Regions from separate parts of the Columba livia genome. Here region 1 is linked to region 2. The links are chromatin contacts, called in public Hi-C maps. All regions are on one chromosome and are shown on one strand. Each heading gives the region's core, a stretch centred on a gene start, on an enhancer-like site or on the middle of the called end of the contact. The rest is flanking DNA. Distances are from core to core; before and after follow the strand shown. Region 1 overlaps RAD51B (RAD51 paralog B). Region 2 overlaps RAD51B (RAD51 paralog B).

The links. Hi-C and Micro-C count contacts between places; a contact is called where the count stands out from the background.
Region 1: a contact with region 2 is called in a Hi-C map of crop, with 3 times the contacts expected there. The contact joins two enhancer-like sites. A contact is called at or near these places in 2 of 2 Hi-C or Micro-C datasets (crop and liver).

Annotation. Positions count from the first base shown.
Region 1 is chr5:36,601,069-36,606,881 of bColLiv1.pat.W.v2, forward strand. The region is part of intron 9 of RAD51B (RAD51 paralog B); the gene reads left to right. Among named protein-coding and RNA genes, the nearest start is that of RAD51B, 190 kb to the left of the region's middle. Within about 2 kb of position 3,258, at least 2 of the 3 cell types and tissues checked have an H3K27ac peak away from gene starts, as active enhancers do.
Region 2 is chr5:36,486,758-36,492,937 of bColLiv1.pat.W.v2, forward strand. All of the region lies in intron 9 of RAD51B (RAD51 paralog B), which reads left to right. Among named protein-coding and RNA genes, the nearest start is that of RAD51B, 75 kb to the left of the region's middle. Within about 2 kb of position 3,229, at least 2 of the 3 cell types and tissues checked have an H3K27ac peak away from gene starts, as active enhancers do.

The sequences.
Region 1 (5,813 bases), core at 2,008-4,507, 110 kb after region 2:
GGTAATGTGCGTTGTTGAAAAGTGGCTTTCCTCCAACCCCACGTGTTGCTACACTTCAGTGACATTAGAGAACTTATGTTTATACACAGGAATCATCCTATAACATCCAGGTGTTAAAATTATAAAATGTCTATTTATTTTGCCACTTTTTTGAGGTCGTTATTCCATAATGTCTTTAAGTAGACAGTGTTCCTGGAAAAATCAGCACCATTCTCTCTTTTTATAAGCTGCTCATGTTTTGTCTGCCTTCAAGGGAACAGAATGCAAATTAAACGAGAATCTTCCATTTGGCATCAGCGTCACATTATACTAATGTAAAACGTTAGTGGAAACCCAGCCTACAGGAGGTCTATGAAACTAGATCTGTGTAGTTTCCTATTTTGGGATGAGAGACCTGTAGAAATTAAGGTATCAGTGTAACAGCTCTTGGTATGCTGTGTTTTTTTATCCAAAGCCATTAACACATTTCCTCAACGAAAAGCCAGTTCCTATATGAGTGATTTTAGATACTAAAATGACTTTTAAAAAGTGCTTTCTCTCCAGCTGGTGACAGTGATTACCCTGGACTTCAGTGGGGTTTGGAAGAACCAGAGATAGTATGAGCAGTTTGTTGAAGTCAAGAAATACCCATGCTTAATTTTTGCACATGTGCCTAAAGGGAAGAAAAAGCCCCAGAAAACAGTATAGACAGCAGAGAGCAGGTCAATGACCTTCCTTTACCCTTCTTTTCCTGAGCACTGCTTCATGTTAATATTGGCAAGAGATTCAACAGCTTCGTCTTGCTGGGGTTTGGGGTTCTTTTTGTTTGTTTGTTTGTTTGTTTTTTGTTCTTCAGAACCTAATCAAGTTTTACAGTAATTGTGCTGTACTCCTGCTTTGCCCATTGGTTAAAAACTGTTTACCAGCTAAGTCTGATGACTTCAGAAAAGCTGTTTGTGCTTTAACAAGTTGAGTTCCCTAGTATTCAATTATAAATCTTGTTATTTATTTAAAAAAATATTTTGGTTCATGGTTGACAAATCAGTCATGAAATCTTCTAATCTTGTCCAATGAGATTTGAAGAAATTATTTTTGGAAGTTGAAAAAATACATCGTGCAAATGTGAACACTGTTTTTCCTTGACTGAGTTCAGATAACGGTATGGTCTCTCAGGACATTAACAATATATATTTTGTGTCTCCTTTAGAATTAATGGTTTCAAAGGAAAAACTACTGCTTTTGAAATATGTGACTCTAACAGATTTGATGTCACGATCAGTACGTTTACGGTACACCTGCAATGCCGCTGCAGGCAGAGCTGCGGTGCGCACAGGCAGACCCGAACCAGCAGCCCCCAGAAGCACCCAGTGTTCCCAGCAAGCCAGGGCCCTGTGCCCCTACCCACACCTCCCTGCTGGCGTTGGGGTGAAGCTGCCACCAACGCGCCTGCTTGTGTGGCAGCCCCATTGCAGCTCTATTCTAAAAAGGACTTGGGGGGAAATGAAAGGAAGTCGCGGTCTTCTTGCTGATGATCAGGCCTAGACAGGTTTTGACCAGCTTTGCCAGGGCTTCTAGTTGTCTGCTGTTCCTGGACTAACATAGGTTAAGAATATTTATTGTCAAAATGTCAATGTATTTTAAGCACTGAGAAATACGGAATGTCCTCTGAAAGGCTTCATCATTGATACGTATCATCAGATGGATGAAAGAGGTTTCCTGTTGATTCAGGACTTTATACTGCTCTGCCAAAACAAAAGAAAGCATAGCTAAGCAAACCACAATAATTTTACCTTAACGCATCCTTGCCTTTGCTAAGTTTTCTTTAGTGAATAGTTGTGTGTATTTGTACATTACATTTCTGTGTAGATTTAACCATTCCGCTGTGCTAGTAACTTTTCGTTCTTATTACATCTAGAATTCTGCAGTACACGTTGACTGTGAAGATTTTAAATGTGCGGTTATATACTGAAAAGCAATCATGAAAAAAAATCACGATCCCCCCTATGCGTGACCTTCTGTGTCAAATATGTGTAGTCAGCAAGTCTGTGAATGCCCTTTTTTTTCCACTGGTATTACAAGCTCCCCCTGGGATCCTGAGAAGCCAGGTGTATCCCAGAAAGCTGGAGAAGTGGAGGGGGACCATAAACCAAACTCTAACTTTGGTCTGTAAATGTTTATTCCACAGTCGTTACAAATAATGTCTGAGATTAAAATGTTAAAGAGGTTATGGAAAAAATAATTTTATTTTCCTTATCTTATAGATTTAGTCAGATTAGCATTTGTGTCTGGATACTCAGACAGTGCTCCCACATAAGTTTTGGTTTGTGAAAGGAAAGCTGTCGAGACCTCAAAAGATTATTTGTTTAAATCCTTTATTTCAAAATTATAAGCTTTAAAATAAAATAAATATTATGTCAATATTTGTTCACTGATGCTGGAAACAGAGTACAATCTAGCTTGCCTTTTTGTAGCTGCTTTGATGCTGTTTGAGCAAACAGGAGTTAGGGTTTGCTTTTGTTGCTCAGTCATGGCCGAAGAATGATTTGGAGTTGCTCAGTGAGTTGCTGTATTGAATTAAAATTAGCTAATGGTGCCGTTTCACACTATCACCAGATGCTAAATGAGTGTTCTTCTTTGAAATGAAAGGAATGTTGTACGTATCTAGTCCTGAACCCTTTTTAACTTGAAGCTCAGAACGAAAGCATTCCAGGTTGTTAAGGAAAAGCAAGTCTGCCGTTACCATATGGTTTCCTTTAAAGTTATTTGTGCTTGAAAAGTCTGCATTGTATTAAATTTGAAACAATGTAAGTGCTGTAGTATTTGGCTCTTTTTCAGCAGGATAACCTTTGAAACATAATTCCATAATGTGGAGAACCTGCTGTTAAGCATTGTTATTCATCTATAAATAAAGTTTTATAAAAGAGCTTTCACTTTCCACAGCTGTTAATAAAAGAAATTTAAGGCTGGCAACAATGCCCCAGCTTGTGTCCTGCATTTAGTTGTTTATCCATCTCTTTGTTGAGACTAATTTTGATTTTTTTTTTTTCCCACATAGTAACCTCCTATAATGTCAGATTAAGACTTTAGGATCAGATGTACCCGGAAAAAGAGATCAGTGCTGTAAACTTCATGTGCCTTTCATAGCTTCAAGTTGATATTCATAGAAGGATGAATTATCAGAACGGGGAAGGTAAAGTCACTTGTTGTCCTAAGGGCTGAAATCTTTGCTTTCTTTATCCCAAACAGAATGACAGAGCCAGAGGCATTGCAAACTTTCCCTCTCATATACATGGTTTATTTCTTTCTGAACTTGTGACCAGTTCTGTAGGAGGGGAAGCTTTAGTCTTCAGTTTTGTTTGGTCCTTTGCCTGTTGAAAGCCGCTAACAAGAGCAGCGGTTGGTACCAATTGCCATGTTTTGTTTCGTTTTTCCGTGATCCCAAAAAAATGTCTAGTACAAACTGGACCATGACCACCCACTCATTTCACATGAGCCATGGATCACTTGCCAGATGGCAAAGACTAAGGAACATAAGATTTCCTACAGCAGATCCGTCTGTCTGTCTTTTGCATTGTGTTTAGCTCCGAATAAGGCACCAGCTCCTCCCCTGTCTCACCCTGTCCTTGCAGTGGGGCGGTGAGTGGGGAAATACTCCCATGACGACTGTGGCAACTCTTCATATTCTGAGGTATGAAATTCCATTGTCCTTATCTGAGTTTGCATAAATACGGTGTTGGTTTTGGTTAATCAGCCCTTTTCCTAAAGGAACATTGCATTATGATTTTGTCCCAAGCTGAGTTCTAGCAAATGAAAAGCCCCAAGAACCACCCTCCCACTCCCACCTTTGCAGGCCTCAAGTGAAAAGAAATATTTCCGTTGCTGTATAAAAACCTCTATTTCAAAAGGTGGTTTTGAGTAATGCACCTTGACAGTTTGCCACACGAATGTCACTTTATTAGTGTAAATGTATCATGGTGAACTGGCTAGAAATACATACAAATTCATCAGAGTACAGGTCCACTCTGCTTCTGTCCAAGCTGAATGAAATGCCTGATGTAAGGCTGAAATCTAAGTTAAAATGGAAACTTTAATATGCTGGATAAGATCTTTTCAGTAGACTACAATGCTGATCCAGGAAGACTCACACTTTGAATTCAGTCAGCCTTAACATATGGTTGAAGTCTATGCTTTAGGTCTTTTTAAATCCTACTCTCTGGCAAGGCATTAGTATTTTTGCTTCGCATGTAGAAAAAAGAGGGAAGCAGAGTTGACACAAAATTCTTGCATTATAAACTTCATACATTTCAAACACCCTAATTTTTGCAGTTTGCATTTGTTAGAGAAGAGCTGAGTATCTTTTTCTAATCTCCTTATACTTGCCAAAAATAGATGGATTAAAAAAAGCCACATTTTGAAATTATTCTGAAGTATCATATGTTCTACTATTTTGTCTTAACTGTTGTAAATGAAGGATTTCACTTTGTTTGAAGAATGAAAGGAGAGAACAGTGTGTGATAAACTCACACAGACCTGAGGCATGTGTCCAGAGGCCCCTTGCAAAGCATTAGCACTGGCTTCATAGTTTGGAACACGCTGGGGATACAGTGTGTGTCTCAGTGATCACGTAGGGTATTATGGGCTGAAAGCAAAGCTTTGAAATGCTCCGCAGAGGAGGAAGTGGAGTGTGTGGCACACTGATGTGGTGAGCTTTTGCTAGTCTTGCTTGCCTTACAAACAGGCCATTTGTTAATTATAGTTGCTGTATGAGTCTCACCATCGCTTCTAAATAGAAGGAACTTGAGTGATGTTTCCTGGAGCTGTTGAGAATGCAGATAAAAATTGGAACATCTTTGCCTGATAGGAATAGTTAAGAGTAAAAAATGCCTTTAATCATTCTGAGTACTGTTGCAGATGATAAACCTGGAATTGGTGTTGAATCCAGCCAAGCTTGGAAGCAATCCTCTACATTGATTTGAGGGAAGGAACCCCCAGTAAAAGGTGAAATCAGCCTTTTGTCTGGCTGTTTCTTCTCGTACTTGTTGCCTTTGTTAAGATCATCTGTCCTGACCTAAACCTGGCTTTCGTTTCTGTCTGTGAGGATTGCATGAGAACACGTGGAACACCTTGCAGCTTCTCCTGCGGGTCTTGTGTGTGTGTTCATAGAGAATAGCTCTGGAGGGGACCACAGGGAGTCCGTATCACACTTGCATCACAAGATACAAGTGGGGTGTGTGTGTGTACTTGTATCCATGCACTAATGGGGAGAGGAGAGGGGATTGTGATTTGCTGAAATTAGGGTCATCTTGGAAGAAGAGAAATTTCCTGCTGTGATTCTCTGGGAGCAGCTTGCGAGGGAAGTGGGAGCCAATGAAGCAGTGCAGAATGTACCCTTCTAGGTCTGCTGTGCTGATGGAAATCGCTTCATAATTTGAGGTGATGAAAACTGCCAGGAGCTCTTACATTATAAATTCAGCCTTCCTTAAAGTCTCTAAGGAGACTCTTTCATCAAGGTCAGCTGTTAAAGAGAAGGATATAGGCCCACTTTAAGTAAAATCATCACTGCTTCTTACTGATTTTTCCCCACTGGTAGAGGACTTGGTAAAGTCATGAGCACTGAGTATTCCTTTCTCTAGGAGTGACCACACTGACTAGTGTTACAGATGGTGGGTTCCATACTCAAAAACACAGTGATAGTCCCAACCTGCTTTTCGGCCTGAGCTTCTCCACCTTTTGTGAGCTGTAAAGAGGAAGACTGCAAAGTCTGTAGGAGGTGCTGTTTTGAATCTGTTTTAAGATGATGATCCTTGGCCATTTCAAATGTAATTGTAAAGAGA
Region 2 (6,180 bases), core at 1,979-4,478:
CATTAATGGATTTTTGGATGATTCATTCTCCTAGTGTAGCCTTGTGGAAGTTCTAAAAGAAGAATAAAGACAACAGAATATTGTGTTAAATAGAAATACTTGTAAGACATTTTGTATAGGGGGCAGCTGATAGTTTGTTTTGTTGGTGCTGAAGTGGAAGCAGAAAACTGACACTCCTTCCCCTCTCTGCACCAAATTTTGCAGCAATTGGAACCGAAAACTGGCACTGTTGAAACCTCTCAAGTTTTTGCTGTCATCACCATGGTTGATGCATATCCTTGGTGTTTCATCTGTTGTATGAAGCAGCTGAGAACGTCTGTCTTCTAAAGGTTTTCTTCTTCCTTTACTTCAGTATGTAGCTCAGAGAGAGATCTCCAAATGGAGTCCTCTTTTGTAGGTGATTACTATTTCTTCTTTCATGTTTTTTTTTCCTCTCTCTTATCCCCTCTAAAAAGGGGATAAGAATCCAGTTTAAAGACACCTTAAAATCTAAATCTTGTTATACCAGTCACAATATTAAATCTAATTTCAATATCAGGACTGAGTTTTCCGTGGAAATGGTGAAGAAATTGGCAGCATAATTTAAAGTTACACCTTTTTGTGTTAATTTCTCGCTAGTCTTTTTTTCCACTCCACTTTTGTGTATTCTTCATTTTATCTGTTCAAGGCATGTTATCCACATTCTTTACAACAGCAGTGAATTTATGGTGCCTTTTTAGTCACTGTTGAATTTCTTGGATTTTATATGTTTTTCTGAAACAAGCAGAACCATGTTGTTATGGTCAATTGGAATGGAAATGTGGGTGGCTGACAGATTCAGATGGTGTCATACTTAGACTTGATAATATTTTGTTTGTGATTTAAGGTGAAATTTCACTAGTAACATTTCGACAATGCTGTGGGCTTTTATATGTATGTTTGTATATATATATGTATTTATACACCCGTGAATATACACCTTATGTTACCTTTTTTCTTCTCACAGAAGCATTTGAGCACCCATATAGTGAATGGAGTGGGGAACTATCCAGCTGAGAAGTTGTCTTTCAGGGTTTTTTTTTTCTAAAAAATTCCACCTAAACACAATATCCTTGCATCTTGACTTGTTCCTTTGTATTCGACTGTAGCCCCTACATCCTTTTGTAAAGAACACCTGTTGCTAACTGCTCTTTGTTTTTAAATATAGTTATCCTGGTAGCAGCTTGTGCTTTCTGGAATTGCATCTCCCACTTCACTTCTTCTCCTCCCTGCCCCGCCACCTTGCCTTTTAAAAATTATTTTTTGCAATTATTTCTCCTATCTTTTGAGACCTTGAAGCATAATCCTGTCCTGTCATAGTAGTTGGTTCCTTACATTTATGGTGCTGATGCAGATGCATTTTGCTGGAATGGCACAGAGGACTTGGGGACTTAACTGTGGTGGGAATGAACAGTTGAGAAGGTTTAGAAGGAGGAGGTAATGTTGTTTCAGCATGTGTGGTAGTGCTGCTGCTGAATGTCCTGCTGTGATTTGTCTGTTTGTATCACTAGAATGTACTAATTGGATAACAGATTTGTTTTTCAGCTGTATGAACTAAGACTGAACTTAAATGTACCAGGTCTTCTTTTGGGTTGGACTAGATGATCTCCAGAGGTCCTTTCCAAACCCAACCATTCTGTGATTCCCAGATTTATTTTCTGTGTTATTATAATGAAATATAAGGATATCAAGTGATTTGCAAGCAAATAAATGTCATACAGGGTCTCTAATTATACTGAAACTAGAGGCACTGACTTTTGAATCATCAGAACTTGAAGGCAGAATTAATTCCCTGTGCTCTAACTCATTGCAATTCAGTTTAATTTTTCTTCATCATTTTAGACATTGAAGTATTAGCATTTACATGAAAATACTAATATGGAAACATTTTCAGGAACTGCAAGGAGATTTTATGTTCTTTTGGGGTTTTTGGTTGCTTATTCTGTGTAATTGGCTAAAATGCTCTGGCAATGTTGGTGAAGTATAGAGATGATATACAAAAGAGTCAATTAGCTTTTAAAAGATGATTCACGGGCATTTTCTGCTTTCCATACTTTCCAAATACTCAGTGTGTAAATATTCTGAAGTGTGTTCTGTTATTCGCTTTGTATTCCATCAACTCATTGTCATTAATTTATGTTCTGTGAATCACTTTTCAGGATGTGTTTGTGGTCTTTTGATAGGAGGACATATTTTGTAGTAGCTAGACATTGAACTAGAAGTTGTTTGGGTTATGTTCTTAGCTGTGTTGTCTGGTATCTCCCCTGGTCCAAGTTTAACATGCAAAGGAAGAAGCAGCTTTAATGAAAAGGCCTGTGGATAAAGGATTCTATTTCTGGGAGATATTGTTTGCTTCACCAACTGAAGTAAGTACAGTATTCTTATTCTAGCTTCCAACATACTGTCCTATAGCAATTTTGGGTATTTTATTTCAGACAAAGGTAGTGGCTGTGTATTTTACACAGTGCCTAATTAAATGTGCTTTTGACTGTGACTGCTATTTGGCTATTGCTTATGGAAAGATGATATAATTTCTATGTGCAAATCAAGCATGTTAATTTCGATCCTTCAGTAAGTACTTGCTGGAGAAATAATAAATGTAAGTGGGATAGTGGAGAGGCTTACTGTTGCATGTTACAAGATAAATTCCTTCCTCTTAAGATCTTGCATAGTTAGTTTAGTTTAGGAACTTCAGTATTCACTTTGAGATCAAATATAACAAAGCCTTGATTTACCCCCTTTAGTTAGCCAGAATACTTTATTGGCTGAAACATGCCCTGATATTTGTTATTTAGTGGTAATTTTTTCATTATACAAACCTTTTCTGCTCTCATAGACAGAACTGGGAAAGGGCTGTACTGGAATTTTTTCTGCCAGTTGCTGAAGCCTTTTTCTCAGAGCAGCATCCACGAGGTGGTGCCTTTTCATCACCCAAAAGCAAAAGGAACTTTGCTTTACAAAGTTCTTATTGGCTTTTGGCCTGTTGCTTGGCAGAAACTGAAAGCTCAGATGCTGGGGTGACAGGATCCTTTTCTCCCTCGGAAATGCTATCGTTCTCTGTTCTTTCCAGTCCTTGTGGTTGGAAGCTGTTTGACTGTGATGCTCAGAAGTTCAGAACTAGAAGACAAAGGTGGTGGCTTGGAAATCAAAATTGAGCTGTATTGGCGGAATCATGAAAAGATTGGCCCTGGAGTACCGAAGCAGTACAGGCCGGGGTGATGGATACTGCCAGAGCATATTGCTAAATCAGACCTAGAACTGCAACAACTTCTACGTGTCAGGCTCAGGCCACCTTGGTGGGACTGCGCAGGAGCCCGAAAGCAGAAAGATGAGAAGTGCTTTATGCAGTTTGGGGTGGGTGAAGGGGAACTGGCAGAGCATTGGCAACTCTCTTCTAGTTCCATCATAGTTCATCTTTGTAAGGTGAATTCAGTTGAAGATGAGGCAGTTGGAAAACATTCTGAAATGTTACCCTCTATTGCAGAATACGACCTGAGAACAAAAGTGTGATAAAGCGTTTTTCACATGACCTACATGTATTTCCAAGCTGTGAACCCTCTGGCAATGAGCATGAAATCCAAAACACAGCTGATAGGGAAAACGGCCGTTGGCAGCTCAGACCAAACACTTGATTATTCATAGCATGGTGCTTTTACAAACAGACACTAGAGTACGTCAGAATAATTTGGTTTTGAGATGTGTGCAGGAACCTCCTCCTAGCGGTGTGTGTTTTGAGATACAGTGGCAATCAGTGCTGAAGGACAACCAGGTGTGCACCGTCTTGTACTAGTTTTCCTCCAGAATAGCAAGCCTCCACCTGCCCTGCCCCTTATGCTTCTCTGTCAGATTTCCTTTGTAAATTGGTCTTATGTTTGCCTTTATATACCTTGTGACCCCCTCAGAATTCTTGGGGTATTTTAAACCCCGCATTGTGTGCATGACACAGCGTTTAGTTTGGAAACGAAGTTTAATTTAATCACATGTGCTGATTGTGGTGTTTATTTTAGAACCAAGAAGTAGGAGGCAACCATTTATATTTTATTAGTCTGGATGAATTCTTTCTGTTACTTGATAACTATGTAGAAGTTTGAACTAAAAAAATTGATATTCAAAGGAATGCTGAACACGATGACACTTGAATATAGCCTCTCTTCCAACTCTGGGCTTGAATTCCCTTGGACACTTAAAATCTTTGGGTGTTTGTGGTTCACTGTGGTCATAGTGATAGAGTGGCTGTTTTGTTTTTAAAGGATTGTGTATTATTCCTCTTTATGTGCCAGTAAAGCTGGAGAGGGAGCTGTTTTGGAAAGAGCAACATTCACATTAGAGGAGAGGCTTTGAGAGGCTTTTTCTGTTTCTTCCATCTATTACAAATGGAGGGACCTGTGTTTGCAGAGGGAGGTTATAGCTCTGTGGCCCTGGCTTCGTTTCCTCTGTTGCCCACATGTCTGCAGTTACAGCAGAATAAGCAAGCGTTAGAAGCTGATTTGCTGCTCCCTGCAGACTGGTCCCTACCCCTAATATCCTAGCGGAACTGTTCCCGTAGTCTGCAGTTAATAATGCAGGTGGTGGTAATTCTGGCCCCAAATCTTATCTTTCTCTGAGTGCTGAGGGGCTTGGGAAGAAAAGGGGGGGTGAATTTCCTCTTTAATAGAACGTGATAGAAAAGGATGTAACAAAGCTGAAAGGAATCCACCAGCAACCTTTAATGCAGCATTGCAAGGACACCTATCTTCAGTATTTTGACTGCTAAAGTGAAGCAATTTCGATGCAGAGTTCTGTATGTCATGAAATAGCAGATATGTCCAAGCTATATTTTTCTGTAATTTTCTGCTTGTGTTTTTCTATAAGAAGTTTCCTTCAAGAGAAGTGTTGGAACTCTCCCCTCATAAAGCAATGCACTTAGGAGGCAAGATCTGATAAACCAGGGATTTTTGAGATACCATGTGTTTTCTATTCCAAACCCCTGTGTAGCAAAACGCAGTGTTATTTGCATGACACTTACCTAGTGGCTCTTGGCAAATGCTGTTTTTCTGGTGTTTGCTGTAAGTTTGTTTCCCCCCCCCCCCCCCAATCTGATTTCCTTGATCTTGTGAAAGAAAACAGGATGTTATGACAAAAGCATAATTGAGAGGAAAAACAGGTTAATCTTTGTTATGTCTTGTTGTTGTTCTTTTAAAAATTTAATTGATAATCTGAAGATCTGCTTTAGATCATGATGTTAACTTGGATTCCGTACTTCAGAGGTTACTGCCTAGAATTCTGAGCATAGCATGTGTGTTAATCTGTACGGAGGACAATACTTGAAGATATAGTATCAAATTTGGCGGCGTAAAATCGATGGCTTATTTCTATATGATGTTTTTGGCACTATCTTCCATTTGTTGTCCACAGAAATACCGCATTTGAGTGCAGACACAGTAGATGGCACTTGAGTCATTAATTTTATGGTGTAGGAAAGAAAGCCTCAGTTACAGAGTTGGCTGTTTGTGGAAACAGGCACATTTCATTGAAGGAGCAGCTTCAAAGATTTTGCTTTCAGTTACATAGACCTAGAAGGAAGTAAAACATGCATAAATTCTTTTTCAGTACAAGGAGGCCCTCTCCAAGTCCTTCCTTGAGTTTGTTGAATTTTTAAAAAGACAAATGGGCAGGACATGATCAGTCTGAATCATAAATATGTAGTGCCAGATTACCTTTAAACATTTTGCCTTTGTTTGGTTTTGTAATCTGTTGTTTACAGCCCTATTCTCTAATACAGTTTCTTCATGTATTTTTTTCTAGTCTTGCTTACTCCATTGGACCATTTGTGATGTGACCTCTGATAGCAGGTGAAGGATAAAAATCTGCTAACAAGGTGGATTTCTAACTATTAATATGTTATCTCATTATCAGAAGAGTTTGAATACTGTGATCTTTACTGTGACTAAGCGTGACAGCCAAGACTAAGAGGATGCTGGTAGTTTTGCTAATCAAAATGTAAACATGATTTGTGGTATTCAGAAATGGTTACGTTATGCTGTGTTTGGTGCTGTACCCTTGGACAGTACTGTTTGGTCATTTGTTTATTCTCAACATTTTCAATACTGGCATTAGGTAGTGGATTGACAGTCCTGAAGACTGAAGCGGCAACACAGACGTCCCCAATCACATCCTGTCACT